2 separate regions of the Mus musculus genome follow, and region 2 is linked to region 1. The links are chromatin contacts, called in public promoter capture Hi-C maps. All regions are on one chromosome and are shown on one strand. Each heading gives the region's core, a stretch centred on a gene start, on an enhancer-like site or on the middle of the called end of the contact. The rest is flanking DNA. Distances are from core to core; before and after follow the strand shown. Region 1 overlaps Pgm2l1 (phosphoglucomutase 2-like 1). Region 2 overlaps Relt (RELT tumor necrosis factor receptor).

Region 1 (6,301 bases), core at 1,242-3,741:
TAAGATCAGGTAGCCACATTGGTTTGGCTTGAGTTACAGCCTTATGGCATATGTAAAAGGGATTACACAGTGAGGCAGGAAGCCCGAGAGCAGGGAGGAGTGAGCCTTGCTGTTTAAATGTTCTCTCCTGTTACCTCCTCTCCTCTCTTCTATAAATTACAGCTTACTCTTGTTAGAACTCATCCACAAACTCCCTAGGAAGTGCCTTTGGCAGTGACCCAGTTACCCCACACTAGGACTCAACTCTTAAAAGCTTCTACTACCTTAATACCTCAGACTGAAGACCAAGTCTTTGGTATGGGAAGCCTTGAGGTACAGGCCACATTTAAACTGTAGTGCTTTTTAAAATTTGATAGTTGTATAGTTATTCTTTTGAAAAATTAAATTAAAATGTTTAATTTAATCATACAGATTAACTTGATCTGTGTAAATAAAGTCCTTAGAACAATAACTTGCAGACATAGAAGTCCCAACTGACCATTCTAGTTAAGAAGGTGTTGGCAGAAAACATATTGTATTTACAAAACAGAGAAAGTTCATGCCAACTTCCCAGAAAAAAAAGTCTGTGATTATTAATAACTAAGTATCAATTATATGAAGAAAACAATTTATATGAACAACAAGATAAAGCAATAAGTAAATATGTAAACATATATATATTATAATACAATTATAATTATTACATACAATGGGAACATTAAACCCCCAAAATTATAAATTAAAAATAGAAAATGATTTTATCATCAGATAAGAAAAGATAGTGTGAAAAAAGAACAGAAACAAGGATAAGCTCTAGGAAATGAAAGAAAAAGTGATTCCTCTACCAAATGCATATATATATATATATATATATATATATATATATATATACACACACACACACACACACACATATGAGTATTAAAGTTGAAAAAACAAGTGGGTGCTGTGAGAAAAGTTTGTTATGTAATAGCTACTGCAGGAGTCCATTGTGAGGAAATCTTGGTTGATAAGTATGCACTAGATCCACAGTATGTCAAGAAATAATGGAACATAATGTCTATGTCATAAGTAGTTTTTAAAAAAGATATTAGTTATGTGGTGTAGATGCAATGTCATTTTTATCAACATCAGAAAGGTAATTAAGCAGTCACCTATGAAGAACTGAAGGAAGGGAAAGAAGCAGAGTGGCTAAGTCAGCAAAAGCAAGAAGGAAGGAAGTTGGATTTAAGGGAATAGCTTAGTGTCACAGTGCTTGCCTAGCAGGCATGCCACCCTAAACTAAAAGAAAAAAAAAAGTAAGTAAATTATTGACCAGAAATGGAGCAAACTAAAATATTACCTGACCTGATTTTGAATAATTAATTGATGAAACTTAAGCAAGAAACTATTTGAAGCCGGGCGTGGTGGCGCAAGCCTTTAATCCCAGCACTCCGGAGGCAGAGGTAGGCGGATTTCTGAGTTCGAGGCCAGCCTGGTCTACAAAGTGAGTTCCAGGACAGCCACGGCTATACAGAGAAACCCTGTCTCAAAAAACAAAAACAAACAAACAAACAAAAAAAAACCAAAAAACAAAAACAAAAAACAAAAAAAAAGAAACTATTTGAACTCATCTGTTCAGATGGCACAGATGTATGCTAGAAGAGTCCAAAGTAAACAACATTTAGAGCATCTTAGCATAGTAATTATATTATTTTCTCTTTTGATAATCAACCAGAAGATAAAACATAGCATTTAACCTTTTAATTGTGGTGGAAATGCATACAAGTTATCGTCTTGGTTATTTTTAAGGGTATATATACTTCATTAGCTACCATAAAAATATTCACATTAATGTAGAACAGACCTTCAGAATTTTTCATCTTGCTGGGCTGAAACTCTATGCCTATTAAATAATGTGTTTCTTCCTTCCTCTTTCCCCAGAAAACCACCATTCTTTTTTCTGTTTCTAGAATTTGACTATTCTGGGTACCTTATATGAATGGAGTCATAGGGTGCTTTGCCTTCTGTTACTGTCTTCTATCACTTAGCACAATGTCCTCATATCCATGTTGTAGATAGGATTTCATTTTGACTGCACAACAAAATGTATAGGTGTTGTATGACAAAACTTCCTGGGGAGATGAAACACAAGTCTGCTCACTTCAGATAAGAAACCCAGGACAGACAAAGTACAGATACCACCAAAGTCCAACTTGGAGAGCCAGTGGGTTTTTTTGGGGATACTTAAAAGGATATGGGTGAGGAGTTTCTTACAGAAGCAGAAATGACTGGAAAGACAGATGAATTACCCATGTCCACCCCAGCATGGGTGACAGCATGGGTCACAAAGCCTGAGAGCCTGGGACACTGCATAGCCTGCAGGCAACCCAACCTGCCCGTTGAAGAGTGTTCTTATTAAGTGCCTAAGTAGTCTAAACCTCTTCCAGGCTGCTGGGCTGGTTTCTGCTCTTTCTAGGCAGTTGTTCTGGTCTCAGAGTTGTCTTTACAGCTGGGTTCTGCTTACTCTGGTAGGGAGGAGCCTAGAGAATCTGGTCAGTTTCAGGGGATGTTTTTAAGTTTTGTACCCACCTGTTTAAGGAGCTCTCCTGAAAGATGCAATGTTTCAATCTTGGGGAAACTGTTATACAACACGAGGTCATACAATGATTTGGGGTTAAGGCCTATGTGCTTTGTTTCATGATGCTTTCTGCCTTCCTGATGACTATTGGAATTGCTCCTTAGTACTGAGGCTGCTGCCCTCTGGTGTTGGGAGTTAATAGAAGATGGTTTGGTTTGGTGCAAAAGAGGCAGAGATACAGTATGCTCTTCTCAACACAATAATCGAATAATAACTTGTATTAGTTACTTTTTTCGTCATTGTGACAAAAGAAACATAAGGGAGGAGGGGCTTATTTTGATGTTTCTCTGAGGGCATCATCCATCATGACATGGGAGGCGTGGCAGCACGAACATGAGTCAGTTGGCATATTATGTTTGTGGCCAGGAAACAGACGTGAATGCTAGTGCTTAACTTGCCTCTTCTTCTTTATTTAGTCTTGGACTCCAGCCCATGGAATGATGCCCACATTTAGAATGAAGGGTCTTCCCACTTTAGTTAAAGCGCTCAGGAAATGCCCTTAACAGACACAAACCAAAGGTGTGTTTCTTAATTGATCCCAAATCCCATCAAGTTGACAAGATTAGACATCTCAGTACTGTATGTTACCAACGTATAAAAATGGTCACATTTTAATGCCCCAAGGAGTACAAAGACCACCATTTTGTAAATGAAAAATATTTTCTCAGATACAAAGCATTTCAGTTTTCAACTAACCAAAGTTTATCTTGTTAGAAAATCTCTTTGATGTAAATAGGGTTTTTTTTTTTTGTTTTTTTTTTTTTGTTTTTTTTTTTTGCTGCAGAATTTTCTCATGTTATTTTTCTCTTTGAAATGTTTCATTTTAATGCAGTAAAAAATTAAAAGTTTAAAGCCTATTGTGTTAGTCAGTTTTACAGCACTATAACAAATTACTATAGATGCCCATCTTATACAGAAAAACAGTTTTATTTGGGCTAACAGTTTTGGAGATCTAATTTACAGTTAGTTGGCCTTGACTCTTGGGGCCTGTGGAAGGGCAGCAGATGGAGCAAACCACTCACCTCGTAGTCAAGAAGCAAAAGAAGAGGGGTCTGAGTTCCTCTTGAAAGGAAAAAAGCCTCAGTGACCTAAAGACTTCTCAGTAGGCTCCACCTCTTAACGTTTGTACAGCTTCTCAAAAGTGCCATATTGGAGACCAAGCCTTAAGCACACAGGAGGGCATTCAAGTTCTGTACTCTGAATACCCATCAATAACGTAATGGCTAAATTTGACACCCTGAATTGAAAAGAATAGCATGAATTTACATCTGTTAAAAGGGCCTCTGCATAAAGATACAAGTACACTATTGTATATATTTAATTTATGTTTTTTTTTTTTTGCTTTGTTGTGCCAAATACTTTTAATGTGAGATCTATGGTGGTTGTATATTTTGTGATCAATAGAGTATTGTATTGTAGTGTTGTGTGGTGTGACTTTATATACTTGTTTAAATTGACTAAATTGAATCCTTAAAAGGACAGAATTCACTGTTAATGGTTTAAGTGTAATGTATAATCTCAGGAAGCCCAATGTATAAAACAAGTGTACAGAAAAGTTCTGAAACGAATGTTGAGGAAGCATGGATAAATCCAGATAGATAGTGTTTTGCCTTTTAGTATATGAATTAGTAGTAGAAAATGCTTGGTGGTGTTATCATTTTCTCTTTATAAAACATTTGAAAAATGTAACAGTATTAAAGAATCAATACTTAGAAAATGACTGCATTCTCAGTGGCTTTATAGTATGCTTTTTCCATGGCATGCAAATTACAAAAATAGGCTGAGTGCTGGAAGTATAGCTCAGGGTAGGGCCCATTCGTTTAGCATGCACTGGGCTCAGCTTTAGTTCCCAGCATTATAAGCAACAGTGAATTCATATTTATCTGAATTGTAGTACATTGTTTGCCCTCTTATTTAAAAATATTTGTTTACAGTTTCATAAAAGTTCTTTGATATTTGGGAAGACAAGAGTAGATCACTTATTTTATATAAATCTGAATAAATTTTATACAAATTACAGCTGTAACAACTCTTACAAAATATGAGATAACTACTTAGAGAGCATGATAAAGGCTGTATTTGCCTTGTTTTATTATTGACTTGTATTTTGTGAAGAAACTATAACTTCTGAAAATCATGTATGCAATTTAGAGGTCAAATAGTAGGCACCCTCATTTTTAAAGATTGTACATTAACCTTTTACATTAGAAATGTAATATTTTGTTTTGATTTAAATTGATCTTTAAAAAGGAATTGGATTTTACTTTTAAATTAAAACAATAACAACAAAAATTTAACTATAGAAATTCAGAAAAAATCCTCTCTTCCTAGATATGCTCCAGAGGAAAAGTGGAGAATGGGGTGAGAGGAGTTTACAATGCATCTGTAATTTGTTTATTTTTTTTTAAATCTGTTTTAAATTTAACAAGATCTTATCATTCAACAAGATGATACAAACATTTTGTCTTCTTTTAAAACCAGAGAGAAATAAATTTGTTACTAAATCTCATGTTTTTTTTTAAATTTCCCTAAAAAGTTCCATGAGCATCTTAATGTAAAAGCTTGATAGCCACCTTTCCATCTGTAGACTACTGCCACAACTCAGTCTTCTTCATCATGATTACACACCACAGCTAGGTTAATCAGCCAGCAATCAACACTAAATCAAGTGTAATTCCATCTAAGTCGGGGTTAGAGAAGGGGAGTTGGACCCTGAAGGGCACAGCAGTTTAAGCCTATTTTGGATTCAAGTACTGGCTCTTCTCTGAGCCTCAGTTTATATGGGGGTTAAAAAGAGAATTTCAAAAATGTGACTAATCTCAAACAACCTCTGGGTATATTAAAACTTGGGAAATTAACCTTCCTACCTTTCTTTCTTTCTTTCTTTCTTTCTTTCTTTCTTTCTTTCTTTCTTTCTTTCTTTCTTTCTTTTTTGTATTGTTGATTTTTTTTCTGAGATGGGCTTCTCTTTTCTTTATGTCATTGAGCAATACTATAAACTGCATTAATATCTTGAATATCTCAGTGTTGGGCACTCTTGATTATCTTTGCTTTTAGTTATCACTTAATTATAGACTATTGTTGCCAGTCAGCTGAGGGTTCTTTTGCTTAAAATGGGAATCATGAACAGGCAAAGTCTAATTTCCTTAGTGACAGCAGCTCTGAGCAAGAGTGCTGCTACTCTTGGATTATTTGCTCTCAGGATTATAGCTTTTAGACTCCTAAATGCTCCTAGCCCAGAACCCAACAGTTGGTGCTGTAACCTTGAATTTAGTGCATTGGCATCTTAGTGCCCTAGTGCTTAGCTCCTTGACAGCCAGAGCTAGGAACTGTGCAGCTTTCTACAGCTTTTCTAGTGTGTAAGTCTTTTAGTTCTCCAGGCTTGGCTCTTTACAGTCCTTGATCTTCTGCAGTCTCAGCTCTTTCCAGTCTCTTGCCTTTTTAGTGCTTCTGTAGTCACAGCCTCAACTCTCAGTAGTCTCTTCAGGTACCTTCTAGCTGTTGCTCTTGGGTATGTCTGGGACTGAAAGCCCAGTAGTTGTCTGTTTTTCCTATTACAAGCTCAGTCTGCAGATTACAAGGAGGTAACACCAGTCAGGTGAGGCTTTACTGGGGCCAGAGTTGAAGAACCAGGATGTGATTAGACGGGAGATGTTTTAGACTGCTCAGAGGAGAATGAGAAGAACATTGCTTATACAGACA
Region 2 (6,162 bases), core at 364-2,863, 610 kb after region 1:
CCAGCACAGAGGCAGCAGGTTTGCATAGCTTGATAAGGCCCTGAGTCCCATCCCTAACCCTCCATGGGGCGTGTATTGCCAGAGGCCACCTGCTGGACCAGTGCTCCTTTAGGCTGTGCTACAGTGGAAAGTGTTACACCAAGCCTCACTTCCCCTCCTGACATCCTCCCAGCCTTTCGTTCTGACCATGATCCATTGTGGGCCTGATTAAGGGAGGAGAGGATACCTTATCTGAGACAGGATAGAACATCTTAGGCTCATTTCTATGTCACAATGGCAGGGCTATTTTCTAGAAGTGGGCAGAGAGCTAGAGATTGGACCCTACTTGTTCTTCCCTCCAACTCCCACCTCCACCCACTGAAAAGAGCTGCAGGGATTTGTAGGAACGTTTCCAAGGGAAGGTGAGGCTGTGGAGACCAAAAATATCACACACCTGCATCATATCTTTGATGTTGGGAGGTTAATGACACAAGAAGCAAATGAAACAAGCCATTCTCTCAGCAAGCAGGAGCAGGGTAGAGAAGTGCTTATAGTGAGAGAGATCTCCTAACCAGCCTGGAAGCCTGAACATGGTGTCTCCACCCTGCGGATATCTGAATGTGTCTCTAATCTAGCTTTCCCAGAGAATGGCTGGGATGCCACCTCCTGCCTCACTCTCCAGGACACACTCTTATCTTCACGTGCCACCCAATTGGCTGTTATCCAAATCCTAAGTACTAAGTGGGGTCCATGAGTTGGCTGGCTGAAGGGATAGGCAAATTAGAATAGCCAAACCCTGAGATACATGAAGTAAATGGATGCCAAATGTGCTGCATCCTGCAGCCATAGGGATCATTTCCTTGGACACACAGGAGACCCTGTCTACTCCCAGTTCACAAAAGTCCCAGAGTATCCTATACCCAAAGGATGTGGGAAGAAGCAGGGATATGTGGGCTTTTAAAATGTCTGCCCATTTGTTAACAGTGGCTTTTTTTCTTCCCTCCTTTCCTGCCACTGCTAGGCCAGCCACCTACCTTGGTTTCTGCCCAGATTTCTGTCCTCAGTGAAGCCACCTGGTCTCCTCTTACAGGCTAGGCTTCCACTACTAGCTCCAGTAGTGTTTGCATGTGTCACTCCTTCCCATGTTAAATAGTGTACCACACACTGACAAAACCCTAACTTAAGGTCCCACTGGCCATGGCAACTTTGGTATGGGATGGTGTCTCCTGATTTACCTGGTATTGGTCCAGCTCTCACCACATCCCTTAGGAAACTCACAAAGACCCTGTCCATTCCCTGGGGCATGACAGCCTTCCTAGCCTCTCAGCCAACTTTCCCCAAATTCTACATCCATTCTTGGCCACCAGGACCCTGATGGCTTCTTACTGCAGGCCCTGGGATCTGCCCTAAAACATGGACCCTCTCTGCCTAGTTGTAAATGCCCATCTGAGTGTAAGATATTCTTGTCACTCAGATCTGTCTCCTAAGAGCTCCAGGGCTTCATATCAAAACACCTTGGACACCATTAGGTGTTCCCTATCTCACATCCCAGAAGGAGTTCCAGCAGGTCTGCCCTAGGAATCTCTTGGGTCCTTCTGTTTCCCTGTTACTTGTTACCCAGACAGCTATAACAACTTCCTGTTCTGGGTGTTTCTGCTTTGCATTGTGACCAAACAGGCCGAGGCTTTGCCTCTTCCTAACCACTGTGAGGCCCCTCCAGCCACTTCCTGGTCTGTCCTTTGCACATGTTGTCCCCATCTCATGGATCACACCCCTCCCACACTGTGAGCTTCTGTGTAACTGCTGCTTCCTCTCCAGCTGTGGCCACTCCCACTCACCACATGCTTCTTGTGCCCTTGAAATAATTAGTTCATGTCAACACATGTAAAATACATAAGATTCTAAACAGAAAAAAAGCTCGTTCATAATTTTCATAATGATTTTATATTGCAATGAAAATATTCTGGATATACTTGGTTAAAAATACTAAGTTTACCCTTTTTTAGACAACTTTTTGGAATGACTATGGGAACACATTCAATCACACATATGGCTCAGCCTGTATTTCTATTGGGGAACCTGGCCTCTGGGGACCTCGGTGAGGATGAGACGAGGAGCCACCTCTGCCTATTTCCCTGGTTTCAGAGGAAGGTGCTGATGAGGGGGAGGACGATGTGTGCACACCTGGCAGGGCCCTGGAGGTGAGCAGTTTTCAGAGAGGATACGGGGAAAGGAAGCACCTCATGACGACATTTTCCACCTTTTATTACTCAAGTGTGTGGGGCTGGAGATGTAGGGGCAGGGCAACAGCAGGTTTCAATAAATAAGAAATGGGATGGGCAGTGGGCCCCGCGCCTGCACGGCCCCACATAAATAACGAGGCACTGAGCCAGAGCAGAGACTAAGACAGGCTGGATTGGCAGTCACCCCTGCTACCCAAAACTCAGGCAGATACTGTACCACAGGGGCATTGAAAACCACAGGCCACAGGCACTCCCTAGCCTGCCTGTCTCCTCTTCCCACAGCTCCAGAGCTTGAGGGCAGCAGGGTGGACTGAGGCTCTGCACCAGAGAGCCCTGTCCAAGTCAAGTCATTTTTCAGTTTCATTAAAAATAGCAGGGTAGGGGCAGGCACATGCATTAAACCCCTTCTGAAGGCATCACCATAATAGACAGTCCCATGGGAGCCATGAAGGCCAAGGCCCAGGAAGCAGCAAAAACAGGCCAGATAAAGCTACTAATGGGAGGGTAGCAAAGTCAAGCTCCCCCCAACAGGACTCAGCCCAGAATCTGCAAAGAGCTGGAGAGGTCCTGGGAACTGAGTTCTCCTCCCCTACGTACCTAGGGATAAGCCCAGGATTGGAACCCAGGTACTCTGCCACCAGTACAGGGCTCTTTGCTACCCCTTCCCTCTATAGGGCCTGCCAGAAGAGAGGGAGTCACATCCAGGGTCCAGGACATGGGCAAGAGTGGCTAGTTCCCAAGGCACAAGCTTGGGGCCAGGTACAGATACCACTCCTCCACCAAACCAGACCTCTAAGGGACAGAGGGCTCCTATGATGTGTTCAGGGCAGGCACAGGGTTACAGCACCCTGCATGGAAGTAACCGGGACTGCAGGGATAGGGTGGGCTCTTGATCTCCTGCTCACGTGCTGTGCCGCAGGCTGCCTCCTCAGTGGGGCGGACGGTCCCACCTCCAGGACTTGGCCTTTGCATCTTGGTCCTCAGTCCCAGCTGCAGCTCTCCCTCCTGCAGGAAGCCTTCAGAACCTCCCAGGACAGGGCAGAGTGTCTAATTCTAGACAGCCCATCAGATGACCAGGTTGCTTTCACTTAGCCGGACCACATAGCGGTTCTCCTGGGGGTCAGGATTAAAGGGTCAGAGCTGAGTCAAGAGGCCGCCACTGCCTTCATGGGCCTCTCTTCTGTCAGGGTTGACCCAGGTGCTACCCCCCCCCACAACTCCAAGCACTCACCTCAGCTTTGTTCTCTGCTGGGGGCTTCAACCACTTAGTATGGCTCCCACCACTTCCCAGCAGTGCCCGCTGCTCGGGGGGAAGACCAGGCTGTGGGGAGTCAGGGAGATCACCCTCTGAAGGCCCAGCCTCCGTGATGGTCTTCACCTCAGATAACAATGAACTGGTCCGCTGCTCAGGAATACGAGCCACACGGAACCTATAGGGAGAGGTGGTACCAACACCCCTCATCAGAGGGGAAACCCAGGCCAAAGAAGGCAGCTCCTACTAGGTCACCCTGCAATTTCCAAGATCACACAGGTTGAGCCTGTTAGACTACTCAGGAGTCCTTCTCAGCCCCCCAGCTATTTGTATCCAGCTCCCAGCAACCCCACATCTAGTTAGAGGGGTACAGACAGACCCTTGGTCTAAGAAGTCCCGGGTATGATAACACCAAGACTGTGTGTGCCTCAGGGACCCAAGAGCTCCATGTGACATAGCACAGCTGGGAAATGATGACCCTTTTGGCCACCTACACTACCCAGAGATGCCCAGGAAAGGCTAGTCAGCACTAAGCTAACCCACAGACTTGCTTTCATCCAGGCCTTCAAGTTATTCCACAACTCTATGTCTGCCCACCTTACCTGCCCACAGACAAGATGGTAATCTCGCCCTGACGTCCTGGCTTGGCACTAGCCTTGGGAGCCCTGGATGCAGTAGGCAGAAGGGTGGGAGCAGGAGTGGTGGCAGCTGCTGCCTCAGGAGACAGCAGCACCTCTGGCCACTTCTGGCTACAACGGGAGCAACAGGGGCCAGAGAGTGAGGCCAGGCCCTGCACAGTGTGCAGGTGGTGGTGATGCGGGCAGATGTGGGGTATGCTGGGTGAGGCCGGCAGCAGCCTGCAGGAGGAAGAGCAGAAATGATCACTGGAGCAAGCCAGAAAAGGATAGCCCATCAAGGAAAGGAACAAAGGTGGCACGAAAGGGAGCAGACCCAAGAGGAAATCCCCAGGAGGTAAGCTAATTATCTAAGGGCCCCATCCCTCACCTGGGTACAGGCCTGTGACTTGTCTGTACCAGCTGTTTGCTGTGATATTCTTTCAACAGCTCCTCCAGGGCCGCTGCATTCTCTGTGGGCAGGTGGAGTCAGAACCTAGCTCCAAATTACAGGAGCATCCCACCCATCTCAGCGGATAGCCCCTGCCTACTCCCACATCCCTGTCCTAGGGCCCAAACTATGTGCCCTTCCTCCATCCCTTACCAGTCAAGATCAAAGGCAAAAATGCAGCACCCAGGGTCAGAGCCCCCATCAAACTGAGGCTTTGGAGGCAGAGCTGGGCAGGGATTCCCCCAAGTATTAGCTAAGGCTCTAGGAAAAGACCTTCCGCTCCCAGGCATAGGATGAAAGAGAGACTCTCTCTTTACCTTTCTTCTCTGTGATCAGGCGCACCAGGACTCCAATGGTGTCCTCGTTGGCATCTTCAGTCCTATAGGCAGGATTAATCCCTGGAGAAAAAAAAAGGAACCCGTGGTTCTAGGCAAGATGGGACTCCAGGCTACACCAGGATCTGCTGGCAGAGGGCGCCACAGACCTTACTTTGAGTTGCAGCAAAATCTACTGTGGCGCTCAGGTGACAAGACAGCTAACTAAGTCCATTACCAGTGGGCTACCTAGACTCAAAAAAGTATGCTGTCATCTTTGTTATCCTGCACCCAGAAACTCCAAGTGCTCAGTGGTCTCAGGACCATCTGAAAACCATATCCCTGCATATTGCACCAGTCTCTCCCAGATAGTCACTGGACCTTTCTTGGCCTTAGGGAGCTATGGGCCCTCCATGCTCAGAACTCTCAACACCTCTCCAGGCCTATTACCTCTCTGCACACCATCCTGTCCAGGAAACTATTTAACAGCTTTGGGTTTAAACATCAAGGATGTGAGAATGGGCCGTTGTGATGGGTCCTAAGCCAGTAAGCATATTTCCAAAATTGTATACCCAGGCAGCAGTTAAGGTCGCTAGACTAGCAAAAGTACAGTCCAAAGTCAAATGGCCCTAATGTGCTATCTTCCTACCCGCTCACTCCATGATTCAGGGTTAGGAGCTGGAGGGGGTCCTGGGAGCAAGCATGGGAGATGTTGTATTTCTCTTGACTTGGCCATAAGGTTCCTGACGGCCCAGAGCAGTGCATATGTGTCCATGAGATCTCTACACTTTGAGGCATTGGTAAGCAAGAGAAGAAATGAGCTCAAGGCCCTCTCCCTCTGATTCCAGTACTTGTATCTAGAACTACAGTGGAGCTGAAACCTGAACCCTGCGTAGTGCCTGCCAGAGCAGTGGCTCTGCCAGCCCCACCTGATGTAGGGCACTCTCATGCTTCAGACCAGAGGCCACAGGTCATTTTGAACCAAACAACTATAGCCTGTGGCCCCTACAGAGTCTCAATCCTATGGTGGAGCAGGGCCTCACCCAGAGCAGGAATCTTACCAACTCCACTTGACACACTCACTGTCTTACCTCTGCCCATTGCCATAGTGCAGCCCCTATCACCATCCTTGTCAGCCGTCACTGTTGCCCAAGGCCGCTGCACAGCACCTCCAGGAGGCCTTCCTGATTAGCCCTCCCCTGTCAATCCCAGGCCATGAAGGGTCCCTCTAAAGCCTAGTCTCCCCATGTCGACCCAGCAGGGGCTTACCGCTGCCTCCTCCACCAGGGCTGGGCCCAACTTCCTTTTG

What was found. Promoter capture Hi-C pulls out the DNA fragments that hold promoters and counts their contacts.
Region 2: a contact with region 1 is called in a promoter capture Hi-C map of hematopoietic stem and progenitor cells, with 4 times the contacts expected there. The contact joins two enhancer-like sites. A contact is called at or near these places in 2 of 39 promoter capture datasets (hematopoietic stem and progenitor cells and liver), 2 of 115 datasets of contacts at active chromatin or transcription factors (large pre-B cells and memory CD8 T cells) and 1 of 9 other capture datasets (liver).

Annotation. Positions count from the first base shown.
Region 1 is chr7:100,231,745-100,238,045 of GRCm38.p6, forward strand. All of the region lies in intron 1 of Pgm2l1 (phosphoglucomutase 2-like 1), which reads left to right. Among named protein-coding and RNA genes, the nearest start is that of Pgm2l1, 7.3 kb to the left of the region's middle. Within about 2 kb of position 2,492, at least 31 of the 459 cell types and tissues checked have an H3K27ac peak or open chromatin away from gene starts, as enhancers often do. A contact at or near this core is called in hematopoietic stem and progenitor cells, where this site is marked.
Region 2 is chr7:100,843,943-100,850,104 of GRCm38.p6, forward strand. It overlaps Relt (RELT tumor necrosis factor receptor), which reads right to left. Exons shown (of 11, transcript NM_177073.6): 6 at 6,123-6,162; 7 at 4,857-4,937; 8 at 4,480-4,561; 9 at 4,077-4,331; 10 at 3,454-3,652; 11 at 1,906-3,335. The coding sequence ends at 3,288. Among named protein-coding and RNA genes, the nearest start is that of Relt, 16 kb to the right of the region's middle. Within about 2 kb of position 1,614, at least 128 of the 459 cell types and tissues checked have an H3K27ac peak or open chromatin away from gene starts, as enhancers often do. A contact at or near this core is called in hematopoietic stem and progenitor cells, where this site is marked.